2 separate regions of the Pan troglodytes genome follow, and region 2 is linked to region 1. The links are chromatin contacts, called in public capture Hi-C maps. All regions are on one chromosome and are shown on one strand. The core of a region is the stretch at or near the end of the contact, and the rest is flanking DNA. Distances in the headings are between cores, read along the strand shown.

What was found. Capture Hi-C pulls out chosen DNA fragments and counts their contacts.
Region 2: a contact with region 1 is called in a capture Hi-C map of stem cell-derived neural stem cells, with 4 times the contacts expected there. The contact joins two enhancer-like sites. A contact is called at or near these places in 2 of 7 Hi-C or Micro-C datasets (induced pluripotent stem cells and stem cell-derived neural progenitor cells) and 1 of 1 other capture datasets (stem cell-derived neural stem cells).

What each region holds. Positions count from the first base shown.
Region 1 is chr1:13,738,246-13,745,179 of NHGRI_mPanTro3-v2.0_pri, reverse strand. It overlaps TBCE (tubulin folding cofactor E), which reads left to right. Exons shown (of 16, transcript XM_063809717.1): 5 at 6,401-6,500. B3GALNT2 (beta-1,3-N-acetylgalactosaminyltransferase 2) reads right to left here. Exons shown (of 13, transcript XM_054660491.2): 13 at 6,332-6,570. The coding sequence ends at 6,468. Among named protein-coding and RNA genes, the nearest start is that of TBCE, 64 kb to the left of the region's middle. Within about 2 kb of position 4,314, at least 2 of the 24 cell types and tissues checked have an H3K27ac peak or open chromatin away from gene starts, as enhancers often do. A contact at or near this core is called in stem cell-derived neural stem cells, where this site is marked.
Region 2 is chr1:13,910,406-13,917,339 of NHGRI_mPanTro3-v2.0_pri, reverse strand. It overlaps ARID4B (AT-rich interaction domain 4B), which reads right to left. Exons shown (of 25, transcript XR_010156663.1): 3 at 4,360-4,470; 4 at 871-936. Among named protein-coding and RNA genes, the nearest start is that of GGPS1, 66 kb to the right of the region's middle. Within about 2 kb of position 3,324, at least 2 of the 24 cell types and tissues checked have an H3K27ac peak or open chromatin away from gene starts, as enhancers often do. A contact at or near this core is called in stem cell-derived neural stem cells, where this site is marked.

The DNA of each region.
Region 1 (6,934 bases), core at 3,065-5,564:
CCTTGGCCTCCCAGAGTGCTGGGATTACAGGCGTGAGCCACCACGCCTGGCCTCGTCTGGCTAATTTTTGTATTTTTAGTAGAGATGGGGTTTCGCCACATTGGCGAGGCTGGTCACGAACTCCTGACCTGAGGTGATTCCCCTGCCTCGGCCTCCCAAAGTGCTGAGATTGTAGGTGTGAGCCACATACCTGGCCTCATGCAGTTATTTTAGTGGGAAAGACTCTGGTTCTGTTTCATGCAGCTGAATGCAGTTTGTTATAATACCCCAACAGAGGCTCTTTATGAAGTTTGGAATCTCTTTTCTCTACCTTCTCTTATTAGTGTTATTTTTGTCATATATTTCTTTTTTGCCCGAAAGCAAAAATGTTGGAGGTAAGTTAAAAGAAAATTTCAAGGATGGGCATGGTGGCTCATGCTGGTAATCTCAGCATGGTAATCTCAGCATTGGGAGGCTGAGACTGGAGGACTGTTTGAGACCAGCCTTGGCAACATTGCGAGACCTTGTCTCTATAAAAAATTAAACAAAGCAAAACAAAACTGGGTGTGGTGGCATGTGCCTGTCATCTCAGCTACTCGGGAGGCTGCGGTGGGAGGACTGCTTGAGCCCAGGAGTTTGAGGCTGTGATGAGCCATGATCATGCCACTGTACTTCAGCCTGGGAGACCCCGTTTCTATTAAGAAATTTCCCATGGAGGCTGGGCGCAGTGGCTCATGCCTGTAATCCCAGCACTTTGGGAGGCCGAGGTGGGCGGATCACCTGAGGTCAGGAGTTTGAGACCAACCTGGCCAACATGGTGAAACTCCATCTCTACTAAAAATACAAAAATTAGCCAGGCATGGTGGTGCATGCCTGTAATCCCAGCTACTTGGGAGGCTGAGGCAGGGAGAATTGCTTGAACCCGGGAGGCGGAGGTTGCAGTGAGTGAGGTCATGCCATTGCATTCCAGCCTGGGTAACAGAGTGAGACTCTGTCTCAAAAAAAAAGAAAGAAATTTCCCATGGAAACCAAATAGACTTTCTTTAACTTTAAAAGGTCTTTTCCCAATTCATTAAGTCTGTCTGATCTGTACATAATAACTTTTGCAAAAAATACCAGTTTTGATCAGTTTTTTTCTGAGTGAAGAGATGCCAGGTGAAGTAGCTCTCTTTGGCAAAATGCCCCGACAGTGCAGTGAAGGAAATTAGATCAGACCTCTCTCCATCTGTGTGTCTGAGGGTTCAGTTCCCTTGGGGGAAACAGTCTGGGGGTCTGTTGGGACCTGTGGTAGCTGCACAGGTCTCTGCCTGTCTCTGCCAGTCTCTGCCCCTGAGCAGCCTCCTCCGTTGACCCCAGTGTGCTGCAAATATGAGGTCATTTTCAGAAGTAGGCAGCTGGAGTGAGGGGAATTGAAGAGGATGCAGAAAAGAGTTTGCTGAGGAGCCAGTGCCACAGCAGTGTCAGAGCATTCTGCATTCTGCCTGGCCTATTCCTAAACTATTTCAGAAGATTGGTAATCGGGCTGTGTACAGTGGCTCATGCCTGTAATCCCAGTACTCTGGGAGGCCAAGGCGGGTGGATCACCTGAGGTCAGGAGTTCAAGACCAGCCTGGCCAACGTGGTGAAACCTTGTCTGTACTAAAAATACAAAAAATTAACTGGGTATGGTTACGGGCGCCTCTAATCCTAGCTACTCAGGAGGAGGCTGAGGCAGGAGAATCACTTGAACCTGGGAGGCAGAGATTGCAGTGAGCCGAGATCACACCACTGTGCTCTAGCCTGGGTGACAGAACAGGACTCCATCTCAAAAAAAAAAAAAAAACGGCGGGGGCCAGGTGTGGTGGCTCACGCCTGTAATTCCAGCACTTTGGGAGGCTGAGGCAGGTGGATCACCTAAGGTCAGGAGTTTGAGACCAGCCTGGCCAACGTGGTGAAACCCCATCTCTACTAAAGTACAAAAATTAGCCAGGCATGGTGGTGGGCGCCTGTAGTCCCAGCTACTTGGGAAGCCGAGGCAGGAGAATCGCTTGAACCTGGGAGGCAGAGGTTGCAGTGAGCCGAGATCGCGCCATTGCACTCCAGCCTGGGCGACAAGAGCGAGACTCCGTCTCAAAAAAAAGGGCAGATGTGGCGGTAAATGGGTTTGGGAGTGCTGGCTGTTGGGTTGCTCAGAGCTGTCAGCAGTGTCCTGAAGAATCAGCATGTTGTTTGTTTATACTGCACTTTTCTGGAGAAAAATGTCCCCCAGGACACGAAGAAATGAGGTTTCATGAAGATAATCAAGTCATGATTGGTATTTGCAGATACAGTGATAAATGTCTTGCAGCTCCCGATTGAATTCTCGCCAGAAGTTGAAGTATTGCTTTGGGTGCTTAATCCAGTCATCCTTTTTTGGGTTGGTCTGTCTTTGAGGTTATTTACTCTACCAGAACTCGAGGCAGTGGGAGAGCTGCAGACCCGGGTGTGTCAAATCTGAGGGCACTTCCAGGGGAGGGGATGAGCTTCCTCCTCATGACCTGCGGAGGAGAGTCTGTGCCCAGGTGCTTGGCCTGTGCTTTCACGGGGGCTCCTTGAACAGTGTGTGTGGGAGGGGCGACCACATATTGACAGCTGTTGTTCGTGGTTGATTTCGGGATGTAGGTGGTCTGTGTGCTCTGTATAGACCTTAGAAACAATAACTCTAGGCTACATAATGGGAAGCAGCAGTGAGGGAAGTGTGATTAGACTTAAATCCTTCCTCAGCAGCCTAACAGCCGATTTAGTGGGGTTAATGGAAACACAGGGTGGCCAAAGTGTCACCCAGAGGCCGAGAAAGCACCCCTCGCATGAGCCTGTGTTAGGCGGTGTCAGGAAGCCAGGGCAGCCGAGAGGAGGCTGAGGAGGAGGGGCGGAGGAGCAGTTTACAGAAGCCATCATGCAGGTGTGGGCCCAAGGGCGGAGGAGGAGCCCGAGGGGACCTGGAGGGTGTTTGCCGGGTCTGGAATTTTCGGCAGCCTGCACCGACTCTTTTCCCTTCCATTTGATGCGACGGCCACGGCAAAATCAAGGCTATTCTGCAGGTACTCATATTACCGGTTGAAATGCAACTGTTTACGAGGGTAGACCCCATTGTTAGCTCTTGGGCTGTAATAGTCCAGGCAGCTGGCAGGATTCGGGCATGGGTAGCTGGCGACCGGGTATGGAGTCATCCCTTTCTTCGCATCTTCTCTGCCGTCCTTCCCTTGTTCCTGACCTTCTTGCAGAGCTTCCTAATTGGTTCCTGCCTAAAATTATTTCCTTTCTAACCAATGCTTTGGAGTGATGCCACTGTTTTTGTAATGAAACTTTCTCCACGTTTTATGTATGTTTGATGACTCCCTGTTGCTTTATGGAGTGCAGTGATATGGATTTTGGATCGAGGCTGACTTGGGTGTAACTTCCCACTTGTTCATTTGCACACAGTGACACAGCTCTGTGACTGCTGTGCCACCGTTTGTTCTGCTATGAGAAAGCAAAACAACCCAGCAATCAGCATAGTGCCTGGGTCTGGTTAGCAGTGGCAGCAGCAGTGCGGGTGGTGGCTGTCGCTGCTGCTGTTGTTATTACTGGATCTTAGAGTTCTTTTTTTTTTTTTTTTTTTTTTTTTTGGAGATGGAGTCTTGCTCTTTCACTGGGCTGGAGTGCAGTGGCGCGATCTTGGCTCACCGCAACCTTCTGGCACCCAGGTTCAAGCGATTCTTCTGCCTCAGCCCCCTGAGTAGCTGGGACCACAGATGCGTGCCACCACGCTTGGCTGATTTTGTTTTTGTTTTTTTTTTCTTTTTTTGAGATAGAGTTTCGTTCTTGTTGCCCAGGCTGGAGTGCAATGGCATGATCTTGGCTCACTGCTACCTCCGCCTCCCAGGTTCAAGCGATTCTCCTGCCTCAGCCTCCCGAGTAGCTGGGATTACAGACATGCGCCACCATGCCCGGCTAATTTTGTATTTTTAGTAGGGACGGGGTTTCTCCATGTTGGTCAGGCTGGTCTCGAACTCCCGACCTCAGGTGATCCGCCCGCCTCGGCCACCCAAAGTGCTGGGATTATAGGCATGAGCCACAGTTCCCGGTCGATTTTTGTATCTTTAGTAGAGACAGGGTTTCACCGTGTTGGCCAGGCTGGTCTCGAACTCCTGACCTCAGGTGATCCGCCCACTTTGGCCTCTCAAAGTGCTGGGATTACAGTCGTGAGCCGCTGCGCCTGGCCTGGATCTTAGAGCTCTTCTTCTGTCGCTGGCCACTCCTCCTCAGTCGCTTCTGTGGGACCTTTCTCTGGTTGCAGAGTGTTGGGTGTGCCCCAAGGCTCAGACTTGGGAGCCCTGGGCTTCTTGAGAGACCTTCTGGGGTGTGGCTGGCACTCCTCCACGGCCTGCCCTCTTCCACATCTGTCTCTACAGCTGCAGCTTTGATACCTCTGTCTGGATGTCTCATAGCCATCATAGATTTAGCATGTCCAAAACTAAGACCCACGCCTGCTCATCCTGTAGTCTTTTCCCTCTTAATAAATGACAGTTCCAGTTGCACAGGCCACAGATCTTGGAGTTGTCCTTGACACTCCCTTTCTCCCATGCCCCACACCTAAATCCATTGGCAAATCCTGTGAGCCCCACTTCCAGAGTCAGACACCCCCTCTGACGTGTTCTGCCCTCTCATGCTGCTGGTTTGCTCCGGCCTCCTGGAGACTCCCGGCCCTCCTTTGTTTCCCTGCAGTTATGCTCAACTCAGAAGCACAGTGACTTTTACTGGTTTTTTTTTGCTGTTGTTGTTTTGTTTTCTGACATAATGTAGATCAAAGTCAAAGCAGAGTGATTTTTAAAGGGCCCAGGTCACCTGTCGCTGTTTCAAAGCCTCCAATATCTCCCGTTTCAAGCAAACGTTGAAAAGTCCGTTTCAAACAGACTTTGAAGTGGCCTGCAAGGCCCTTTGTGATGTGGCCTGGCCCCTTGTTCCTTGTGACCTTGTTTCTAGTACCCCCAAGCCCCTCTGCTCCAGTCACACAGGCGCTGGCGGTCCCGGTCATAGGCTGAGCTCGTTCCCACCCCAGGGCCTTTTGCTCTTGTCACTCCTCCGCCATGTGCTCCTCTCCCAGATGGCGTTCCCCCATTTCCCTCAGCTCTCTGCTCAGATGCCCTCTTAGAGGAGGTGGCCTTCCCTGGGCACTGCATATAGAACAGCCACACACCTTTCCTGCATGCCCTGCTCTGTCCCTGAGCACAGACAGGCCTGCCTGTGACACACTGTTGAGGCCCCTGTGTCGCGATCGTCTCTCCCCGATGACACTCTGCTTTGCTCACTGCGATGCTCCTGGCCCTAAATAATTACTTGCAGAATAGACGAGTGCATTGAATAATTTCCACACATACACATATTAGATGAGAGTGTAGCTCCTCCAGTAGCTGGCCCGGTCCTGCTGCAAGCTCCTCTGTCTTTCTCTGCGGGGACCTGGCTAAGCTGTGCCCCTTCCTGATGGTGCTGCACCTGCACCTAGCCCCTCACCTCCACTTGTGTTGCCTGTCGGCTTTGCTTTTCCAGCCCCACTGTGTTATCCTCTCTGAATCCCTGTATCAGGGGCAGTTGGAGTGATACTGTTACAACTGCTTCCAGGCTACCGGACACCCTCTCAATTCCTAAGTCATGCACTTTTGAACATGTGTCCCAAGTTGACCCCTCTTCTCTCCCCTGTAGATGCTATTTATCTGGAGATTCCTATGGTAATGGTGCCCCGTAGAAGGTCGTGTGCTGGGGTGAGGCTTGTGTGTATACCTTAGGTGCTTCAGAAATCAAAGTTACCCTCACTGCTTTTCCCCTCTCCTTTTGTTGGATAGTGCTAGGATGGTTTAGCGTTATGACATTTGGTTGTCATTTGATTGTAGATGTTTGTCTCAAGTTTTGAGTATATAACAATGAACTTTTAATTTATTTTTAGTTTTTTGAGACAGTCTCACTCTGTCACCCAGGCTGGAGTGCAGTGGTGCAGTCTCCACTCACTGCAACCTCCGCCTCCCGGGCTCTAGAGTTTCTCTTGCCTTAACCTCCTGAGTAGCTGGAATTACGAGCGCGTGCCACCACACCTGGTTAATTTCTGTATTTTTAGTAGAATGGGGTTTTGCCATGTGGGCCAGGCTGGTCTTGAACTCCTGACCTCAAGTGATTCCCCCGACCTTGGCATCCCAAAGTGCCGGGATTACAGGCGTGAGCCACCGTGCCTGGCCTCACAATGAACTTTTTCGTTTCTCAGTGAAGTTTTGGATAACTTAAAAATATTATGTACTCCTGAAAAAATTTGAAGCTGACTAGAGGGTATAAAATGAAAAGTTAAAACGCTCATGCTCTGGAATTAAGAGTAACTCCTTTTATGTCTTTTGTGAATCTTTTGAAATTACTGTTTCTTAACATGTGCTTTTAGATATCAGAAAGGTAGATTTGTCAAAAAACCTGTTGTCATCATGGGATGAAGTGATACACATTGCTGATCAGCTCAGACACCTGGAAGTCCTTAATGTCAGGTATGAACTCTTGGTTGCTGAATCTTCATTAACAATAAAGCTCATCTCTCCTTGCTTCCTCACAGCATCTCTGTGGAAAGAGGTAGGGAGCCGGAAGGGTTAAGGCTGCCACCTGATGATACAGGAGTTAAGAAGGAATTACTCAGGCTGATAGTGAGGGTATGGAAGTCCTCAGTAAGGTTTTCCTTTTAATGAAAAGCAGCCCCAAATTATTTTCCTTTCTAACACAAGCAGCCTGTAAAATCGAGCTGCAGACATAGATGCGGACAGTTGAGCCAATCAGGTTCAAGATGGCAGCTCCATCTTCCCTTCTCTTTTCCAGCCACGTGTACAGTAAGCAGCAGACAAGATGGTGCCAGCCAAAGGGAAATTTCATTTACATAGTAAGATTAGGGTGGGGTGGCCAGCCTTTCCTGGCTGTGTAAATGTCATGC
Region 2 (6,934 bases), core at 2,075-4,574, 170 kb before region 1:
TACAACCCCCCCCAAAAGAGTCCTGGGAACCCCCAGGGTCAGTAGATTACACCGTGAGTACCACCATCTGTGAAACTGACTGTCCTTGCCCTGTATTTCCACTCTTCTTTCAAGGAACCTCAGGAAGGATAGGGACAATTTAAAAATTGCTCTGGGGTTTCCTTTTGGCCCTAAACCAGCCAAAGAGCACATAGTGGTTTACCCACACATTCTCTTTTAGCTTGCTCACTGGCAAAAAGCAAAGCAGCATTTATTTCACTTGCCAATGAGGAAAAATGAATGCAAAGAAATAAAACTCTCCAACTGTTAGTGTAAAGGCTGATGACCCTTAAAAGATTTCATTTGCCAGTAGTGGCTCCAAAGAAGTAAGAGCTCTGATTTTTTTGGTTTTCTAACTTTCTCACTTTTCAGATCATCGTGGAACTGACATCACTAATCCCTAGTTCATCACCTATTAATTTTGGAAAATCCATCATTTTAGTAATGGAAATATGGTGGATTAAGTAAATAAATGTAGTCAATGCTTCTTTGATACTCATTTTATTTCTGAATAAACTGTTTGGTTTTACTATCATATCAAGTATTATTTAATATTAAATCTTTTTTTTAAAAGACAGCATCTCATGCTGTCCCCAAGTGCAGTGTACACAATCATAACTTATTGCAACCTTGAACTCCTGGCCTCAAGCTATCCTCCTGCCTCAGCCTCCTTAGTCACTGAGATTAAGTCTATTTTTTCTATTAGTCTTTTTAGAGAAAATTACATATTGAATTTATCAACTCAATAACAAAAGAGCCAATGAATTAATACCAAGTATGATTATTTTTTCCCAAACAACCATTAGAATTAACAATGAATACATGAATTACCTTTAGTGGGCCCTTTATGTGGTCATCCTGAACTTCCACTGTTGAAGAATCATGTCTAAATGTCACCTAGAGATTATAAGTTTAATTAGCCACCAAAAATAAACCAAGCAACACAAGCTCATCAATGCACCAATTATTCATTTGTAGTAAAAGAAATATAAAATAATAGCTGCCTAGTTTATACAACATCCCAATCCCTAAGTAGATTAACTAAAAAATTATTTACAGACAACTGCCCAGACCGTATCTCAGTTTTCAAAAATAAAAGTAATCAATGATAGCACATCTAAATTACTAGATGTTCCACATGTCATTCTTTTTTTTTTTTTTTAACTTTTTTCTTTTTTGATATACAGTCTCACTCTGTCGCCCAGGTTGGAGTGCAGTAGCGCAATCTTGGCTCACTGCAACCTCCACCTCAGGGTTCAAGTGATTCTCCTACCTCAGCCTTTCAAGTAGTTAGGATTACAGGCACCTACCACCAGGCCAACTAATTTTTGTATTTCTAATAGAGACGGGGTTTCACCACGTTGGCCAGGCTGGTCTCAAACTCCCAACCTCAAGTGATCCGCCCGCCTTGACCTACCAGAGTGCTGGGATTACAGGTGTGAGTCACCACGCCTGGTCCCACATATAATCCTTTATTTCAATACTATCAGTTATGAATTTAGTTGTAAAATTGCTTTTCCTAAAAAATGAGAAAGAAAGATATGGGGATTTTAGGCTATTAGGTATTATATCATTTTGTGAAGGCCTACCTTAATAATAAACAGTAGCAGCAAACACTTAACTGAGATCTGAGCATCAGTCTCTAGTACCAAACATTTAATCTTCACAACAACCCTATTAGGTAGGTATGACTGTTCCCATTTTGTTGATAAGAAAACTGAGAAACAGGCCAGGTGCGGTGGCTCATCCCTGTAATCCCAGCACTTTGGAAGGCCGAAGCAGGTGGATCACCTGAGATCAGGAGATGGGACCAGTCTGGTTAACATGGTGAAGCCCCATCTCTATTAAAAATACAAAAATTACCCAGGCATGGTGGCGCATGCCTGTTAATCCCAGCTACTCCGGAGGCTTAGGCAGGAGAATCACTTGAACCAGGGAGGTGGAGGTTGCAGTGAGCCGAGATTGCGTCACTGCACTCCAGCCTGGGGGACAGGGCAAGACTCCGTCTCAAAAGCAAAACAGAACAAAACAAAAAACAGAAAGTGTAAGTACCTGGTCCAAGTTTACAGAGCTAGACATGGTGGAGCTGATATTTAAATGTAGGCAGTCTAGTTCCAGAACTTTACTGTGCTCTATATCATTACAGAAATCAGAGAATGGGAAACCAGAGGTGAAAAGAGTAAGTTAAAATAATGAGTTCAAATTTAAATATTTAATTAGCTGGTGAAAAACAAGATAGCTTCCACTACTCAGTATAGAAAACAATTGTTTTCTCTAACAAGGGAAAAGAGTTCTTATAGGGATTGAATCATTAACATGGTCTTTATCAGGTATATGTGATAATTATTTTAGGTAACAGGCAGGCCCACTCAAAAACCAGCTATGAACGGAGATGCCTTATACCCACAGCATCCCAGGCATTTCTGTGTCATACAAAAGCATTATCACACTTTTTATTTAAATCACATGTTTAGATATCTGTGCCCTTCACTTAAACTATAAGCTACTTACAGATGGAGACTAGGTCTTAACACTAGAGTTTCACCTTTAGATAGAGCTTAGCACATAGTTAATGTTCAACAAATGAAAACAGGTAGTGAAAACATATCAACAAATTTGTTAAAAATATATTAACTTTGAATCATAAACAAATTAAACATGTTAAAAAATATATCCCTATATCTACTGACAAAATCACTGAATGAAATACACTTTCTTTTTCCTTGTGTATGTGTTTTAATGGACATCACCTCCACAGAAACAAATTTTTAGGGCAGCCGAAAAAATTAAAAATAAGCTTTAGATATTCATTACTTATAAGGCACAAGGTACTCTGTGCTATCAATAGAGGCAGTAGAGTCCAGTAAGAGTTTTGTTCCTTTCATTTACAGCAAGAAATGGCAGGACTGCTACATGTCATTTTCCTAGTTCATTCATTATACAGGAAATGTGCAGCTAAGGATGCAAGATGGGGCTTAAATCCAGCCTTTGCTTTGTGGGCCAAAGCATGGGTCCTGGAGTGACACAGCTCCTGTCCAAAGAGAATGTCTTTTCCAACTGGCACAAACTTGCTATCTGCATGCCAAGCGCTGCTAAGAAGGCTTTCCACCAGGAGAGAGGGCTTTTGTCTACTTCACACAAAGGTGATACATGTGCTACCAGTAGTCCTGAAAAAGTACAAACATTGATAAAAGGCTTTCTCTTCCTCTACAGGATAGTACTGGCAAAAAACAGTGCTTGGGGAATACCAGTGTGTGAAGCCAGAACAGGAAATGCACACTATAAAAGCACCAACCACCAAGCATGTGGAAACTGAAGGTAGGGTGGGGCCAAGACTAGCCCCCTACCAGGTTGTAGTTAATTTAAAGGACTTATCACAATGGTTCCTAACCAGGAGTGTAAATTAGAATCACCTAGGTAGCTTTTTCAACACATCCATGCATAAGGAATATAGGAACAGTAAAAGCTCCAGAAGAGACTGATACCCTCCACAGAAGCACAACACCTCTACAGTCTATGTAATTGGTGAAATAAAAACCAATGGTTTAAAAGGTATCTGCTAATCTAGATTATAAATTCCTTGAGGACAGATCAGGTCAATCTCATCCTAATATCCCCATCCTCCTTCCCACCTAAAAGTTCCCTGCAAAAGGTTTGTCACTCAATAAATTATTGACAAATGAATAAATGTCTATATTCAAGTTCACCTGTCTGGTATTTTTCAGTGCTGATAAATTTATTAAAATGGAAGCAATTACATTCCTTTTTCTATATTAAGACAAAACTCAAGTACTTTAGAAAGATGTTTCAAGAAAGGCAGAGCATAAGGAGTCAACAACTAGATGTACCTTATTTCACTGTTATCTAAGGCACCATCAATTACAAGTCACATTCTAATTTTATGGCTGAAATAGAGGGGGTGATGCCTTAAAATTGATGAACTATGGTAGTTCCAATTCTGCCATGAATTTGGCATAATGGCCTTGGAGAAATCACTAACCCTCTCCGAGCCTCATTTTTCTTGTAATAAAATGAAGCAATTAAACTAGATGACTTCTAAGTTCCTTTCCAGCTCTAAAACACTATACAAACAATAAGACGTCTATAGTGAAATGGCATTCAAAATACCAACTGTGATCATCTAATTTCTTTCCAATTATAATACTTTTAAAATAACAAAAAATGCTTTGTTTTGAGGTATTTTTACAACCTTCACTCCTAGAAACTTATTTTGCAGAAAAATCTTAAATACACTCACCAAATAAAAGTTTACATATCAAATGCTGAACATACAATTTATAAAATCTATAAATACTGTACCTTGACTTTGACAAGTCTTTTTGCTGTCTTGATCTTGGCTTCACAAAAGGCTCCTCTGTATTTAGCACTCACATCAGTGCCCACTGTCAAATAAGGAGGCTCATCAAGGGCCTAAAAATGCAAAGAAATATAATTAGATTTAAACTCTCTAATTCTTTCTCATAATCAGACCTCAGAATAGTGAGCCTAATCTTGTTAAGCTACAACAGTTATAATATGAAATGTATGTTAACAAGACCAATCTATAAAATACTATAAATTAAAAAACAAGTAAAATGTTTATCATAAAGACTATTTAAATGTACATCACATAAAATATAAAGGTATCTTATTTCCATTAAATACATATGGTCCATGATATGAATTAGCTCACTCACAAGTATACCCCTCTAGTCACTCATTCATTCAAATATTTATTTATTCTATGACCACTTACAAGAAAAGGGTCCACTGGCCAGAAGGCAGATCTTTAAAGCTCAAATTCTGGGGTGGGGGGGAAATCTTCTAATATTTAGGCTGTATCTTGGCAGTCACCCAGATTCAGAATAGCTCTGTTATATCTCTATCTAGAAAAGTCTAAGGTAGTTTAGTGTAGTGCCTGGTGTGGTGGCTCCTGCCTATAATCCCAGAACTTTGGAAGGCCAAGGCTGGAGGATCACTTGAGCCCAGGAGTTTGAGACCACCCCAAGCAACATAGGGAAAACCCAACTCTACAAAATAAAAAAATAAAAACTGGCTGGCTATGGTGCCATGCGCCTGTACTCCTAGCTACTCGGGAGACTGAAGTGGGAGGACTGCTTGAGCCCAAGAGGTCGAGACTGGAGTGAAAAGTGATCGTGCCACTGAACTCTAGCCTGGGCCACAGAGTGAGACCCTGTCTCAAAAAAGCAAACAAAAAAGAATGTAGTATAGCATATAAGGGAGAAAAGTTAGTATATTTAAACTACTAGTGAAAACTATATGAAGAAAGTCATCTGGAAAGTCTCAAAACTTTGAAGCCAAAATATCTTAAATGCTTTAATAGGAGGGATTCGCTGGATATTTACTCTTCTACCTTAACTAATATTTATGTTTCCTCAGTTTTACATTCAGGTACATTTCTACATTTTTATTTCTAAGGAGTTCTTCTGCTTATAGTAATTCCATAGCCAAAGAAAAATCATGGAAGTAGCTTTTTCCAAAGTGCTTTATAAAAAGTACTAACATCCCAGGACGTTCCACCAAAAGGAAAGGAGGCAGGAGTTGGGGGAAATTCACTATATTGAATGAATTACTTCTCTGCCTCAACTTTGGAGATTCATAAATGTAAGCTAAAAGATCTGAGAAACCCTATAATACAGAAAATGATTACATTTTAACTCAACATTTCCCAATCTATTTGTCCAAAGAACCCTTTCTTTTCTATTGACATCTATTAACATCCTACAGAAATCCCAAAGAATATAAAGTGAGAAATGCTGTTACGAGTAATAAATAATGAAAGAATAATTTCATTTAGATTTTAAAATAAATTCTCCCCTAAAAGTTGTAGCTATCATACAGAGTAATCTATTTCCCAAAGAAAAAGGGAAAAAAACAATATTCTAGTGCTATAACAGGAGTGCTCACAATTATATCAGACCTCCATAATGGCCACCTGCTTCACATTCCATGTATTTCATAAAAAGTAAACTCAAAACATATCAGTTATACAATTTTTAAAATCAACTTAGGAAAATGCCTATTCATCAGTTCATTTATACCATAATGGGAATATACCCTTACAGAAAGATAATCATTTCTGCACTAATACTTTCTAATTTTTTTATATTATTAACTACAACTTGATAACTTTACATTGCTGTTGTACCTAGTGAATAAATGCATTCCTACTTTACCTACCTGTCTTAGGTCTCTTAACATATCATTTTCCCTGGCCAAAATTATGGTTACATTCCAGGCATACTAGTGGCTTTATTTAAGCAATAATATGAAAAGGGACTCACACCACTTTGCTCCAAAATCATAAAAATGGCCACGCATTGTGGCTCACACCTGTAATCCCAGCAATTTGGGACGCCGAAGCAGGACTGCTTGAGCACAGGAGTTCAAGATCAGCCCAAGCAACACAGCAAGATCCTATCTCAATTATTTAAAAAAAAAAATTTTTATCATAAGGATGGGAATATAATGTACAGCACAAGTGATAATGAATGTGTTTGTTAATTTAACTGTGGTAATCATAAAATGTACATCAATTCATCATGTTGCACATACTGAATATGTTCAAGCTTTACTCATCAATTAATTTTTTTTTTAATGTTTTATAGAGAGAGAAACAATTTAAGGAAATTTCAGTTCACTTTGTGGTTCAATTGGTACTGGGTATTACTGCTATGAAAACCCAAATGGCAGGGCAGTCTTCATGACCACAGGCTCATAACTTTCCACAATTTGCAACCTCCTCTATTAACACATTCTGCCATACTAGCCAGTAAAATTTTATTTTCAGAGACAAACAGTATAGTTAAAAATAAATTAAAACTGATGAGGAAACTAAAATTATGAAACATAGAAGAGAACAATAAATCAACTA